Linked DNA regions of Mus musculus: region 2 is linked to region 1. The links are chromatin contacts, called in public HiCAR-type maps. All regions are on one chromosome and are shown on one strand. The core of a region is the stretch at or near the end of the contact, and the rest is flanking DNA. Distances in the headings are between cores, read along the strand shown.

The links. HiCAR-type assays count read pairs that join an accessible place to other places.
Region 2: a contact with region 1 is called in a HiCAR-type map of PVALB interneurons, with 2.8 times the contacts expected there. The contact joins two enhancer-like sites. A contact is called at or near these places in 15 of 484 Hi-C or Micro-C datasets (8-cell embryo, ECoMG-derived neutrophils, the HPC-7 cell line and 7 more) and 7 of 115 datasets of contacts at active chromatin or transcription factors (the HPC-7 cell line, PVALB interneurons, bone marrow-derived macrophages and 3 more).

The regions. Positions count from the first base shown.
Region 1 is chr16:90,036,030-90,042,942 of GRCm38.p6, reverse strand. It overlaps a transcript of Tiam1 not described here. Among named protein-coding and RNA genes, the nearest start is that of Tiam1, 79 kb to the right of the region's middle. Within about 2 kb of position 1,477, at least 44 of the 459 cell types and tissues checked have an H3K27ac peak or open chromatin away from gene starts, as enhancers often do. A contact at or near this core is called in PVALB interneurons, where this site is marked.
Region 2 is chr16:90,118,044-90,125,034 of GRCm38.p6, reverse strand. It overlaps a transcript of Tiam1 not described here. Among named protein-coding and RNA genes, the nearest start is that of Gm10789, 21 kb to the left of the region's middle. Within about 2 kb of position 3,039, at least 28 of the 459 cell types and tissues checked have an H3K27ac peak or open chromatin away from gene starts, as enhancers often do. A contact at or near this core is called in PVALB interneurons, where this site is marked.

The DNA.
Region 1 (6,913 bases), core at 228-2,727:
TACTGGGCGTGAGTTTCTGTTACCCTCTCATTTCTTCCTCTTAATGATGTTAGGAGGTGTGACTTCTGTTTTGTCTCCTTTTTACCCAGTGAGGGAAACTGAGGCATGGAGAACGCAGGTAGTTACAAGGGGTCAAGTCCCTGGAGACAGTCTGAGTGGTGAGATCTTACCCCACCCGGGGTCCACTTGGTTCTGCTTTAGCCATTGCTTTCTTGGACAAGTACTTCAGGGAGAGAGACACCCTGCTCTCTCCTTACACATGGACTGCATGTCTTAGAGAAGTGGGCTCCTCTCTTGCGTCCGTCGTGATGATGATGTCGTCTGGGTTAGCACGCTGTGCTGCCAGCTTTGTGAGGATGTGGGTGAAGTCAGCTCTCCTTCTCGGTTCCCTTTGATGGTGTTTTTTTTTTTTTTTTTGCGCGAAGATAAGACAGGGCACTTATGCATACCAATGACTTGCCAACTGCAGTGTCTCTTGGGGATCTGCTCTCAGGATAGCACCAGTGGGATGTGTTGTAAATTACTGAGTGCTTTGGAAGTTTGTGGTACTCCTTCCGGGGTCAAGGGAAGATGGTGTTGGGTATCACTGAGGCCAGATCTGTGTTTGGTCATCTTGTCAATGCCCTTTTTCCCGTCCAGGTGTTTCTTAGGAGTTAATGGAGACAGCACATGACTTGGGCAGGTATCTGTTCTACAGAGGTTCATGCAGTGAGAACTTGGTCCCACATTGGCAGTCTTGGGAGGTGATGTGGAACATGTAAGCCATAGGTGGTCTTATGGGTTGACTGGGGCATACCTGTGAATTATGTATGTATGTATGTATATACACTTGTGGTTACTTCCTCACGTCAGAGTTCTGCTGTGATTATCAGGGACCAAACCAATGGAGCTGTCATATCTTGGTCTTCAAACCACTAGAACTGTGAGATGAACAACTCTTTTTCTAATTTCTGTTCTTCCTTTTATTGGTGTGCATCCAGATTAAACTCAGGGCCCGACATATGGTAGGTAAGTGTGTGACCGCTGAGCCAGCCTGAAACCTCTCTTCCTTGCAAAGCTGGCCTGACTCAGGCCTTCCCCTCTGCTCTCTCAAGCCTGACTGTTGTAGTAGTTACCCTTCTCGAAGTCTCGGCAGACCGCAGCACAGCGCTTTCTCTGGGACATGGTATCAGGTGAGTTAGCATATGGGCTCGAAATTCATTTTTCTTGACAGCATTTTGTCCTCTTATAAAGGAAGTGAGCAATCTAGACCAGAGTTTCTCAACCAGAGATAGACATTGCTATTGTGGAGCTATTCCTCTGCGCTCTGGCCTGACACTGGAGGGAGGAGCCTCATCTCCATGTTCTTGGGACCCTGGGGGGGGGGGTCATTCTCTATGAAGGACGTTGTTGCTAAAGCACCTCTTCTTGGTCTGCTCCGGCCTGACCTAAATATGAGGAGTGGCTTCGGAAAAGAAGATTCATGCTGGCTGGCTCTGTTAGCCAGGACACTTGATCCATTTACCAAGTATAAATGGACATAACTTTTGATGGGTCTGCACTTACAGTATTCCGTTCGTTCGTTCGTTCATTCGTTCATTCATTCATTAATTCATTCATTCATTTCTTGATGATAATGAACACACAATAGAAATCCAGTAGGAATGACACTTGGAGTTTTGAATCTGTTTCTTTTCCTGAGCTGGCAATGCACCATCTGAATTTCTCTCTTGATTCCGACTAGCAGCAGTGAGCTGTAGTTCCCAATTAGGCCCGCAGTCACGAGAGGAAACAGCTGGTACTCTGCAGCGTGCTGTGTTGCTAAGCAACACTATCTGGTAGATGGGGGAAATCAAGTGCATTTTTAACTTATTATGTTTTCGACTTATTGCATTTTAAACGTTTTATTTATTTTGTGTGTGCACATGTGAGCCCATGCGTGCTTAAGCACCTGCTACAGTGGATTTGGTCAAAGAACAATTGGTGGGATCCAGTTTTCTCCTTCCACTGTGGGGGTCTCAGGGACTGAACTGAGGTCATCATGTTGGGCAGCAAATACCTTTACCTGAAGAGCCATCTGGCTGCCTGGGATATTTTGAAGGTATGTGGCTTAGCAGGATGTAACCACAGTATAATGTGAGGAATATATGTAATTACTTCAGTGGTTCTTCACCGAGTGATTACTGTGTGCCAGGCCAGGCTCCCCTTGTCAGGGAAGCTCTCCTCCCTGGGACACGGATATAGAGTCAGGAAGGGCAAGCTGTCACTCAGAAGTCACAGCAGTCCTTCTGGAGAGTCCTTGCAGCTGGAGCCTGTCCCCACGATGCTGGTGCTGTGGGGAGGATACCCCAGACTGTCACTGGGTGAACCACTGCTGTAGTTCCGTGAGCACTAACTACTTAAGAATCGAGGAACCAGGCATGGTGGGTGTGTGCCTTTAGTCCCAGTGCTTAGAGAGGCATAACTCTTCAAGTTCAAGGCCAGCCTAGTCTATAGTGTGAGTTCTAGGACAGCCAGAGCTACATAGTGAGACCCTATATGAAAAAGACCAAACAAAGAAACAACAACAACAATAACTACTACAAACCAACCAACCAACCAACCAACCAAACAAACAAACAAACAAAAAACCAACCAAGGAAATCAGATTCATCAGTGGATCATTGAATTCCAAGAGTTTCCATTTGGCATCAAATAGGCAGCCATGCTTGGAACTCTCTTCAGACTCTCGCTGTCAAATACAGGGTAGGGAGCCATTGATTTCAGTTCCAACTATGTGACTCTGGACCACAGCAGCATTCTGCCCGGGTGTCTCTTCTCCCCTCTCAGCCCCAAGGCTTGGCTGTGAGGATACTGGCTCAGTTGCAGGCTTATTTTGCTCCTTTGTCTCCAGTCTGCTGGGGACCACTGTGCTACAGGTTGTTTGGTGGCTGAAAGGAATTCTGGTCTAGATCATGTCCAGTGGTAATCTCTCCTGTAGGACTGTGTGTCTGACCCTTATTCATCTTGGCTGAATATGGACACTTGATGGAATATTTTATAGAGCACCGTTCATGTTAAAAATTGTAAGAAGAATTAAAAAGCTGTGGACAGTTAGAAACCCAAAGCTTCACTTACCTGGCGATTTCACATCTGAGGAATAGAACTGTACCCGGTACTCTTTGATCAGTCACCACATCTGCCGGTTCAGAATACAAATCAATTATCACCTTCGTCTTAAAGCATAATTGAAGTCTCTCTTCTCAGTTGTCAGGGGATCAGCTCCCTCTCTATTTATTTATTTATTTATTTATTTATTTATTATTTATTATTTATTATTTGCTTGCTTGCTGCCCCTTTTGTTCTGAGAAACTGTTCTAAAGGACCAGCTTGGTTTGTCCCAGCCTGATGTGCCTCGCCACGTCCTCTACTAGCAAGAACGGGCTGTAACCTGTCAAACACGATTGCAGCAGCTACAGCAATCCACAGGCGCGGTCTATTTTCAGAGGTTGTGTTTGCAGCGGGGAAACGGACACATTTGTTTTCCATCTCACACTCAGTCTGCACGTCTAATCGCTCCGATGTTAATGTGGGATTACGGCTCGCTCCGATGTTAATGTGGGATTACGGCGCACTGTAGAAGTTTTGATTTTAAAGAGCAAAAGTGAATCTAGTTCTTATGTAGAAGCCTCTAACGAGACACATAACTGCACGTGACGGTGTCCTTCCTGATGGAGGCTTTCTTGTCTTGTCGAGGCCATGGCCAAGTGTGAAAGACTTGTTGGCCGTGTGGCAGTTTGTCCAGCAGCCACTGCTTCTGTTGGTTTTTACCTACCCTGTGCTGTTTAAGGATGCAGGCAGAAGAGAGTCAGGAGGGAAGAGTGAGATGTCCTGATGCAATGTTGGGTGAAGCTGTACCCTACAGATGATAGCGTGTGGTGAGTGTTTCTCCAGAAACCTCAGCTGGCATCTTGATCAGTGAGGTGAGGAGCCATTTCCCCCTTTGCACAGGTCCCGTCAGCTTGCTGTCACTCCTCAGTGACAGGAGGAACTGAGACAAATTAAAATCTGATCCCAAGGTACCAGCATTCAAGGCTTCCCTCGGCTTAACCCCGAATTCCTCCCCTGCTTATCCCATCATGCACTGTGTTTCAGCTGTCAGGCGGGAGTATGTCGCAGGAATATGAGTGTGCCTCGATGTATCACCTCTGTCCCGACTCTGTCCCCAGAGAGTGCTTCTCACCTTCCTCCCTCAAGCCATCCATGCTGAGATGCTCTTCCACCCAGACAAGTAGAATGGCTTCTCACCCCTCCTTTAGGTTTTCTCACAGGCTAGTCGGAGGGTGTGTCTGGGAAGGCAGTGCTCACTCTAAAGCTCCTTGCTTGTGCAGGTAAAAGTGGATTCGGGGAAGTGGTTCTGGAGGGATAAAATGCTAGCCACATCTTCTCCATCTCCTCCTTCCTTTTCTTTGTGTATCTGCCTCAGCCTGGAGCAACAGAGAATGTTTGTGGCTTCCATGTCGTGCAAAGAGCTTTCATAACGATTCCTTATGAGAAGGGGGGAGGTATCGGGGTCATGACATTTTTATTCTGTATTTATTGAGGTTCCCTGGTTACACCAAGGATAAGAAGAACATGCATGCATATTCTACTGTGGTGCCTTTAGGGATGTAAGCTGTCTGCACCTTTGTGAGTTGTGTACTGGTTTCAGAAGGTGAAGTACAAACAGCTTCAAAACAACCCAGTTGTCTCTGTCTGCCCTGAGCTCAGGGTGTGCTCTGATGCTGGGAGGCGGGGTGAAGATCTCCCCTTTGAGAGTTTCATATATAGTATGTTCTCAGTGTGGCTGCTGCAGCGTCTGGCAGCTTGCTGGAGATATGCGTTCTGAACCCATTGCAGACCCCCTGAGTGGGAAACTTGAGGCCGGGACCCAGCAGCCTGAATCCTTCCTCCTTGCTCAATAAGTAAGTTTTCAGAAGACCTCCAACCAGAGAGAGATGCACTCAGTATATCTTGGTAACCCGTACGTCAGAGAGTCATTGGGGACCCTGCAGGGATGAAGTTCTGGGTAGTAGAGAGTGAGGCCAAGTGAGAGTTGGGTCTTAGGTGGTGAGCGTGTGCTCTGCAGGTGGAGATGATGGGGAGGAGGCAGGAGGGTGTTTTGGGTTAAGGGAACCACAGGCTACCATCCTAAGCAATGAAAGGGCTTGTCACTCAGGGTCACAGTGGATGCTGCTGTCACTATACCCTTATTGCCACCAGTCCTATGTCAGGGATGTACAATGAGCGGAGCTGGCAAGCCCAACAGCAGTCGGTACTAAGACCTGTGGCTTTGCTCCTGGAAAGTAACCAGAGGATGTCATAAGTACTAAGTGATGTATACTCAGTTGTTTTAAATATACAGAAAACACAGGGTTCTCATTAGAGTAGGAGAAAAATATTTTGTTAATATCTGAAAAGTCTAAGGGGAGACTGAAAGAGTCAAGAGTGACTTAACAATAAAATGTAGAATTTAATTCTTATGATTTTCTAATTCTTAGAGACTTTAAACATTTCTCAAAAGCGTATTTATAAAAGTCAAGAGAAAATTATTTAAGATTAGGCAAAAAAGGGAGCAACAAAACAGATATACTGTAATGCAGCCCTCTCGCTGGCTCGTTGGGCGTTCAGGCGTGTTGCAATGGTATGGTTTTTCTTCGTCTGGTTTTTATTATATTTAATGCATACATTTAAATTATTGCTTGCTGTTTCCTCCCATCTAAGGAAGAAGTGGTTGCATCACAAATACCCTTTGGTGGCTTATAAACATCTACTTAACACGTCTCCAGGCCATAGAGGCTACACCAGGTGCTCCTTAATTCTCGGCTAGGCATCAGTTAGAGCCTGGCGAGGGATTAAAACAGGATTTATTTCTGCAGTTGGGGCGGTGGCAGACACCGAGAAAGTCTGTGGAAGGCTGTGGTGGTTTGAATAGGAATGACCCCCACAGACTATGAATGCTTGGTCCGTACAGTGTGGCTTTGTTGGAGGAAGCATGTCACTGTGGAGGGGGGCTTTGAGGTCTCCTATGTTCAAGCCACGCCCAGTGTGGCACACGGTCTTCTGCTACCTGCAGATCAGGGAGTAGAACTCTCTGATCCTTCTCCAGCACCATGTCTGCCTGCACGTTCTCATGCTTCTTCACCATGATGATAATGGACTGAACCTCTGAGACCTTCATAAGCCAACCAATCAAATGTTTGCCTTGATAAGAGTTGCCGTCCTCTTATCAAGAGGATAATGGATACCCTAAGTAAGACAGAGGCCATTGCTTCTACCTTTGCTGGTCAGGGAGTCAGGAGGAGAAATCTCAGGTAGTTTGGGGACAGTAAGGATACCCTGGAACCTCTCACCTGGGCAATGGGGGTGGGGTGGGTGCCGACATGCAGAAGTCCCCACTCCCGCCCTTTTGTCTGAACAGTGCCGAGTCGTGGGGCCCTTCAGATTTTGATGTGCCACACTCTGACTCCATCCCACCTACTTCTTTTCTGTCACTTTCACACCCAAGGACACTCTCCTGGTGTCACCTTTAAGCCCTTCCATTCCCAGAGAGGGAGCTGGGGAAATGGGGTCTCCGTGAGCTGTAAGGTCGTGATGTGGCACAAAATGCGCAGGGTGTGCTTATCTCACGCTAACTGTTGTTCTGTGATACGCTACCGCCTGTGTGCGCGCTTCTTTCTAACTTTTCCCGAGAAGGGGAATTCAAAGATGCTCCTTAATACGTGATGGGGCTACTTCCTAGCAAATCCACTATAAAAGAATCCACTCGACAGATAATTCAGTAAACCCTTGGCAATTCTAAATATCGTTAAGTGTTGTGAATTCAGGTGCTTCTCACTTTATAATGAGTTCAGATAAATCCATTTCCTATTTGGGAGTTTTTCCACAGAAATACTTTGTGTCTGTTTAGCCACTG
Region 2 (6,991 bases), core at 1,790-4,289, 81 kb before region 1:
ATGCGCTGCTGCCATGCCTTTCCTGCCAGGGTGTGCTGAGCCCTCAAACTCAGCCAAAATAAACCCTTCCTTAAGTGTGTTTGTCAGGTGTTTGGTCAGAACAAGCAGAAAACCACAGATACAGATGATACAAGAAGGCTGGGCTGAGGAGCCCATGCCGTATCAATGGATAATTATGAGGAAATCGCCTACATGCTCAACAGTTACCCTTCCAGAACTCTTGGAGCAATCAGGACTCATCATGGGCTGCAGGTTTGACCAAGTGGGAATAAATTAGGTTTCAGAAGTGCCTGCTGTGGACATTTCTCCAGTTTTGTTAGAGAGAGGCAGAGCCTTAATCCTGGGAACTTAGTTTCCTATTAGATGCAGCTGCCTTGCTGCTGGGCTTCCCTTTGTTTTCTTCCCTTTGGGCTGCTGGTTCGTTTCCTTCATAGAAGCTCAGATCCTTGTGATGACAGGTTGTGTGTGTGTCTGTATGTACACTACATATTGGCTTGTGTGTATGAAGATGTGCATGCAAATATGTTTGCTAGCATGTGAGGCTGCATGTTGAGTTAGCTGTCTTCCTCAGCCTCCTTTTTTTTTTAAAAAGATTTATTTATTTATTTATTATATGTAAGTACACTGTAGCTGTCTTCAGGGGCATCAGATCTCATTATGGGTGGTTGTGAGCCACCATGTGGTTGCTGGGATTTGAACTTAGGACCTTCGGAAGAGCAGTCGGGTGCTCTTACCCACTGAGCCATCTCACCAGCCCTCAGCCTCCTTTTTTGAGGTAGGGTCTCTCATGGGTTTTTTTTTTTTGGTTTTTTTCCAGACAGGGTTTCTCTGTATAACTGTATAGCCCTGGCTGTCCTGGAGCTCACTTTGTAGACCAGGCTGGCCTCGAACTCAAAAATCCGCTTGCCTCTGCCTCCAGAGTGCTGGGATTAAAGGCGTGCGCCACCACTCCGGGCTGGGTCTCTCACTGAATGTGGGAGCTCAGTGATTGGCTCGGCTGGCTGCTCCAGGGACCCTCTCGTCTCTCCCTCTGCAGTGCTACAGTGATAGTCACAAGCTGCCACACTGACCTTCATGCTGGGGACCTGAGCTGGGGCGCCATGCGTGCATGGCAAGCACTTTACTGCCTGAGCCGTCTCTCCACTATTTCTTAACTCCTAGACTGTTGGACATGGATATTTAGTATATTTAAGTGATTCAATTAGTAGTTGATAAGACAGTAGATCACTTTCTCTGAAAGCCTGCTCCCTTCCTCCCTCTTGCCTAGTTTGTCCTGTGTGTGTGTGTGTGTGTCTCCCCTTTCATTTTCTCCCCCCTTTTATTTTTTTTTAAAGAATTATTTATTTTATGTATGTAAGTACACTGTAGCTGTCTTCAGACACACCAGAAGAGGGCATCAGATCCCATTACAGATGGTTGTGAGCCACCATGTGGTTGCTGGGATTTGAACTCAGGACCTCTGGAAGAGCAGTCAGTGCTCTTAAACCGCTGAGCCATCTCATCTCTCCAGTCCCCCTCCCCGCCTTTATTTCTTTTGAGATCCGGATTCCGCGGAGAAGTCCTGACAAGCATTCAGCTTCTTTCTTCCACTCAGAAGGTCTTAGCCTAGTGTGTGTCTTGTTACTTTTTATTCACCCATTTCTGTCTCCTCTAAGTCAGGGTGCAGGACGTTGGAGCCCCGCACAGTGCCTTGTGCTGGCTCCCAGGGCTGGCTCTCAGCACAATCGTTCCATGGCCCAGGGCCAGCCTTAGATGTGTAGGAGAGGAGCTGTGTGAACTGTCTTTTCTACTGGTGAGGGAGTTGACTGGGCAGCAGGACGGGGTGGGGATCCCCCAGGCTTGGTGAAGGCCTGGTTCTACTTAAGCTCTTCCAAACAGGGAAGAGGGCAGTAAACAGTCTGCTAATGAAGTCTGTAGGTGGCAGTGAACATGGAGGTGTGGTGATGCTCTGGGCGCACAGAACACAGAGAGGATGCTGGGAAAGGGTAAAGAGCGGGAGGAACACGAGGCTCTGGGGGGGGGGGGGTGGTACTCTACCTGCTGGGAAAAGCACAGCCGCCCTCTGGAGAGGAGCTGGCCAGGGTTGCTGCCCTGAGTGCAAATCAGGGCGGGGCCAGAGCAGCGAAGCTGCTTCTTGTTTTTGGTAATCAGTAGAGATTGTTTTTATCATTTCAGCTCTTGTATTACTTACTCAGGAGCAGGGCCAGCCTGACCGTAGCCTGCGCATGTGAGGCTCGGACGGACCTCCAGGTGACCAGAAAAGGTGGCCTCCTCCCGTCTGTGTATTTCCAGGCAGAGGCCCAGGGCCTGGAGGTCTGTTCTGGGGACAGCAATGTGGCCGAACAGCTGGCGGAAACAGCTGGCTGCTCGACATGAACTAGAAGGGGCTTGTTGTCCAGGTGTCTGTTCCCCAGGAGGCTCCTGTGGTTGGTTTGTTGGGTTGCACCATGGTTTGTGGCTCTGTAGTGTTAGAAACTTGATAGCCACGGGGCAGGTCTGAGTACCCAGTGCTTTCCTTTGTTAGTCTGAAAAACCACACTCTCCTGATGGGAGACAAGGCAGCCTCCAGTGAAGAAAGGGACATTTTGGGGTTAGAGCTGATGACCATGCCACCCACGATGCTTAATTTCTCAGCCTCAGTTTGTCTGTAAAGCAGCTGCATGTAGTTCTGGGTCCCTGGGAGATGGTGCCAGGTGTGGTTGCCCCTTGAGGCAATGTTGGCAGTAGTTCCTAGTACATAAGCTTTGATTTTTGCCTTTTTTCTTTCTTTCTTTTTGGACACAGGGTCTTGCTGTGTAGCCTGGGTGGTAATCAAACTCAGCGTGGGTTTATAATGGCTACAATAATCAAGGACCGAAGCAAAGAGGTCAGCCCGTAAATGCTGGCTATCCACGGGAGATGTCCCCCGCCCGGCTAGAGCAGGGTGGAATCCCCTCTGTGAGAGCAGCATTTTGCACACACGTCAATACCTAGGTGGCCCTGAGAGGAAGGGACAGGAGTTGGCAATGTCCCCAGGAGGCGGAGGGAAGGTGACACTAGGTTTTGGGCTGTTGAATTTCCAGACGCCTGTCCACCATGCGGCCGTGTTGCGGTGACTTTGGTGTGGTGTTTGCAGAGGATCTATTTTAGGGAGGAGAAGCGTGACCTGATTTGTGTCCTTGATTTTTCCTCCTGGACCTGGACTGGGCTTGTAGCCCTGACCCACAAGGTCTTAAATTCCCCGAAAGGAAATTCTGAAGAAGAAGCTGTGCCTGAGAGATAGCCGTGTGTGTGTGTGTGTGTGTGTGTGTGTGTGTGTGTGTATGTGTGTGTGTGTGTGTGTGTGTCTGTCTGTCTGTCTGTCTGTCTGTCTGCCAAGCAGATCACTGTTGACCTCAGATTGTTCCTTCTGTGTACGGTTTCTCTACTTAGCCCTTCGAGGATGGAGCCCCTCATTGTCTCTCTGCTTCCCACCATCGCTGTTACTGATGGATGTCAAGTCTGTTTCCTAAGGGCATGCTGAGTGGATATTTTGAGCAGAGGTGAGCAGCTTGGCTCCCTCCCCCCCAATGCATTTCCCTTTCTGACCTGACTGCTGATGCTGAGGTCGATGCTGAGGTCTCCTTTACATCCTTGTGTGGTTGGGGCTTGGATCCCTACTCTGAGCACCCTTGTCTTCAGTACGTCCATCCTGTGATGTTCATCTGGACAACAGCCAGTCTGACCATTGGGCATGACAGACGTGACGCCCTCTCTGATTCTGTTATTCCAGAGGACTTTCTTTGGGCAATGGTTTGACCTTGGGTGAAGTTCAGTAGCTGGGGAGGATGGAGACTAAGGATGGGAGGGTCCAGTGTTGCCGTGGCAACGTCTGTGGTCGCCTTTCTGTCTTGGACTCTGATGACTGACAGGCCGGGATAGGGAGGGTTCAGGTCACTCCTACCTGGAAGATTTAGCTTCGTCCTTTCTCTCTGGGAGCGCCTTGCCTAAGGGGTAAATGCTTAAAACCCTTGAGTCCTCTCCAAGCTTAGTGCACCAGGGTACTGGGAGAAGCGCCGGCTAGGTCTGAGGTAGCTCATATGCATCGTATTAATCTTCATCTCCATCACAGTAGATAACATAAGTGTGCGTTACTTCAGGAGTTGTTTAGCCTCAGTTTTAATCGCCTCAGCACAGAAGTGGGATTTTGGAGTTTTGTGATGAAACACCATGACCAAAGCAACTTGGGGAGGAAAGGGTTTATTCGGCTTACACTTCCACATAGCTGTTCATCACTGAAGAAAGTCAGGACAGGACTCAAAACAGGGCAGGACCTGGATGGAGGCAGGAGCTGATGCAGAGGCCATGGGGGGATGCTGCTCACTGGCTTGCTTTCCCTGGCTTGCTCAGCCTACTTTCTTATACAACCCAGGACCACCAGCCCAGGGATGGCTCCACCTACCATGGGCTGGGCCCTCCCCCATCAATGTGGCAAATGCCCTACAGCCGGATCTCATGGAGGCATTTGATCATTGAGAGTCCCTCCTTTCAGATGACTCTAGCTTGTTTCAAGTTGACATAAAACCATCCAGTGCATTAGGGTTTGGAATAGCTGCATAGCTGTTTCCAGTGCAGCTTCCCTACTCCCCAAAAGGGAGATCTCTGAAATGCATGCTCACAAAGTTTTAGAGATTTATAGCCATCCAAATATATATATTTAAAGTTTAAAATTTCAACTAAAATATAATTACATTATTTTCACATTCCTCCTCAGCATAAGGTATTTAAAAAAATATTTATTCTTATTTTGAATTAAGTGTGTACAGGTGTGTCTATGTGGGGTATATGCGTATGGGACTGCAGTTACCCATGGAGGCCACTAGAGGGCACCAGATTCCCTGGAGCTGGAGTTAGTAGAAGTTGTGAGAGCTGTGGGTTCTGGGGACCTCTGCAAGAACATTAACTGCTAAGCCATCTCCCCCTGGGGAATATTTCCAATGTCAGATTTCCAGAGCAGGGTTCCTCACTGAACATGGGAAGGGGTAAGTGACTCCCACGTGTGTGATTCTGGACGTTTCCTCTGATGGGCCAGCTAAAGACGCATCCACGATAGAATGGCTGCTAACACGTGGGCGCCCAATTGTCACAGAGTGCTAGCCTTTCTGCTTTCTGTATTGGTAGACTCTGATTGGTCCTGATTGTCTGTTTCCCCCTTCTCCAAAGTTCTCAGAATTAAAGTCCTCCCTGCTGCAAAGACTTGTCATCGAGCAAGGAAACATACTGTTGGGTCCTGCTTCTGGGCTTTGCTAGTAGGCACTGGATTCAACATACATTGATTGATTGGTTGATTGATTGATCGATTGGTTGGTTTGGGGGATTATGATGGCTGTAGAGTAGGCTGAGACTGCGTGGTTAATCTCCACTTTATCAATGAACAAGCTGATGGCAGAGAAAGACAGAGGGGTAAGATCATCTAACAGTGGTGGATGTCAGCTGGAGCCTAGGTGCACCGAGCAGTGTGCTCAGGACCGCCATGTCCTGTGCTGTTGCTCTGAGGTGGTAAGTCCTCCCCAGTAAGTCCTCCCCAGCGGTTCAGACGACTTACTCTTAGCTGGCGATGGCTGCGGCTTACGTTAGGGTGTCTGTCCAGTCTCTCAGCCCTCTCTGTGCGTGCACACTTGGGGTTTTTCTTGTGACAGCACTGAACTAGTCAGCTGTTCATGTCAGGCTATTTTTACTGAGAATCGCCAAGGTTCAGGCTGTTCTTTCTCTGTCTTACTGCTATAGCTCTGCTCTTTGATGCCATTTGTAAAGAGAAAGATAAATACAACTTATATTAGGTTGGATTGATCTGGCTTTGCAGGTAGAAATCTTGGTTTGCAAAGGAGTTAAAACATTGTTGGAGCGGGAATAGGGCCTCCTGTATGTGGTCCTGGCACTTGGGAGGCAGAAGCAGGAGGTTGGTCATGAGTTCAAGGCCCATGTGGGCCACAGAGTGCAATTCTATTTCAAAACCTGAACAAAATAACGTCTAGCGCGATGGCTCAGCAAGCAAAGGCAGGTGAGGGCCCTTGCTGTCAAGCTGGTGTCTGAGCTTGATTCCTGAGTGTGGTAGAGAGAAGCAGCTCTCGCAAGCCGTGTTCTGACTTCCACACAGTTGCTGGGGTCTGTGTGTGCCCACACAGGTACACATGTGTGGGAACAAACAAACAAATGAGTACACAGATGTAATGGGGAGAACATTTAAAAACTTAAAAAAAAAAAAAAAACAAACTCCCCAACCAAAAACCCTACCTAGACTCACAACCAATCAGTCAACCCCATTTCCCAACAAAGTGAAGCACAACACGGTATAGTACAACACAACACAATACAACAGAACACAGCAGTGTTGGGGACAGTGACAGTGATATCTAAGGCTTTTCGTGATGACCGTCCCTTCAGATTGTGCCGAAACTCATTTTACAGCTGGGAGCTGAAGCATGACTCTTCTAAATTTAAAACAATTAATTTAGCTGTGGGTGGCAAAGGCCTGCCATTCCAGCACGCAGGAGGTGTGAGTAGAAGAGTCAGAAAGCCAGCATCTTCCTCGTCCCATTGAGTTCAAGGCCAGTGTTAGCTGTGTGCAACCGTCTCAAAGCCCAAACAGAACAAACAAACAACCCAAACCCAGACCAAAGACAAATGATAGAATTGGTGGTTGTGACTAAAAACTGGCCATCGTGAGATTCTTGGACATGTTACCAGCATGGGAAAAACACACTCTTGATTTGTTATTTAAATTGGTGAAATTAAAAGAGACTCTCTGGTCATCACTATGTTCAATGTATGTGATTGGTTCCCAGTGATCTCATTTGCCCAGACTGTTTTTCAAGATCTTTTTTTGGGGGGAGGGGGCTAGGGGGAGGCCTTTCAAGTGTGTTGCAGATTTGTTGAGGAAGCATCCCTTTGGAGAACTCACGAGCTACTCACACTGATGATGAGTCTGACGCTCCATCTAGACAAGGACTCCTGCACAGCGGACAAGCTGTAA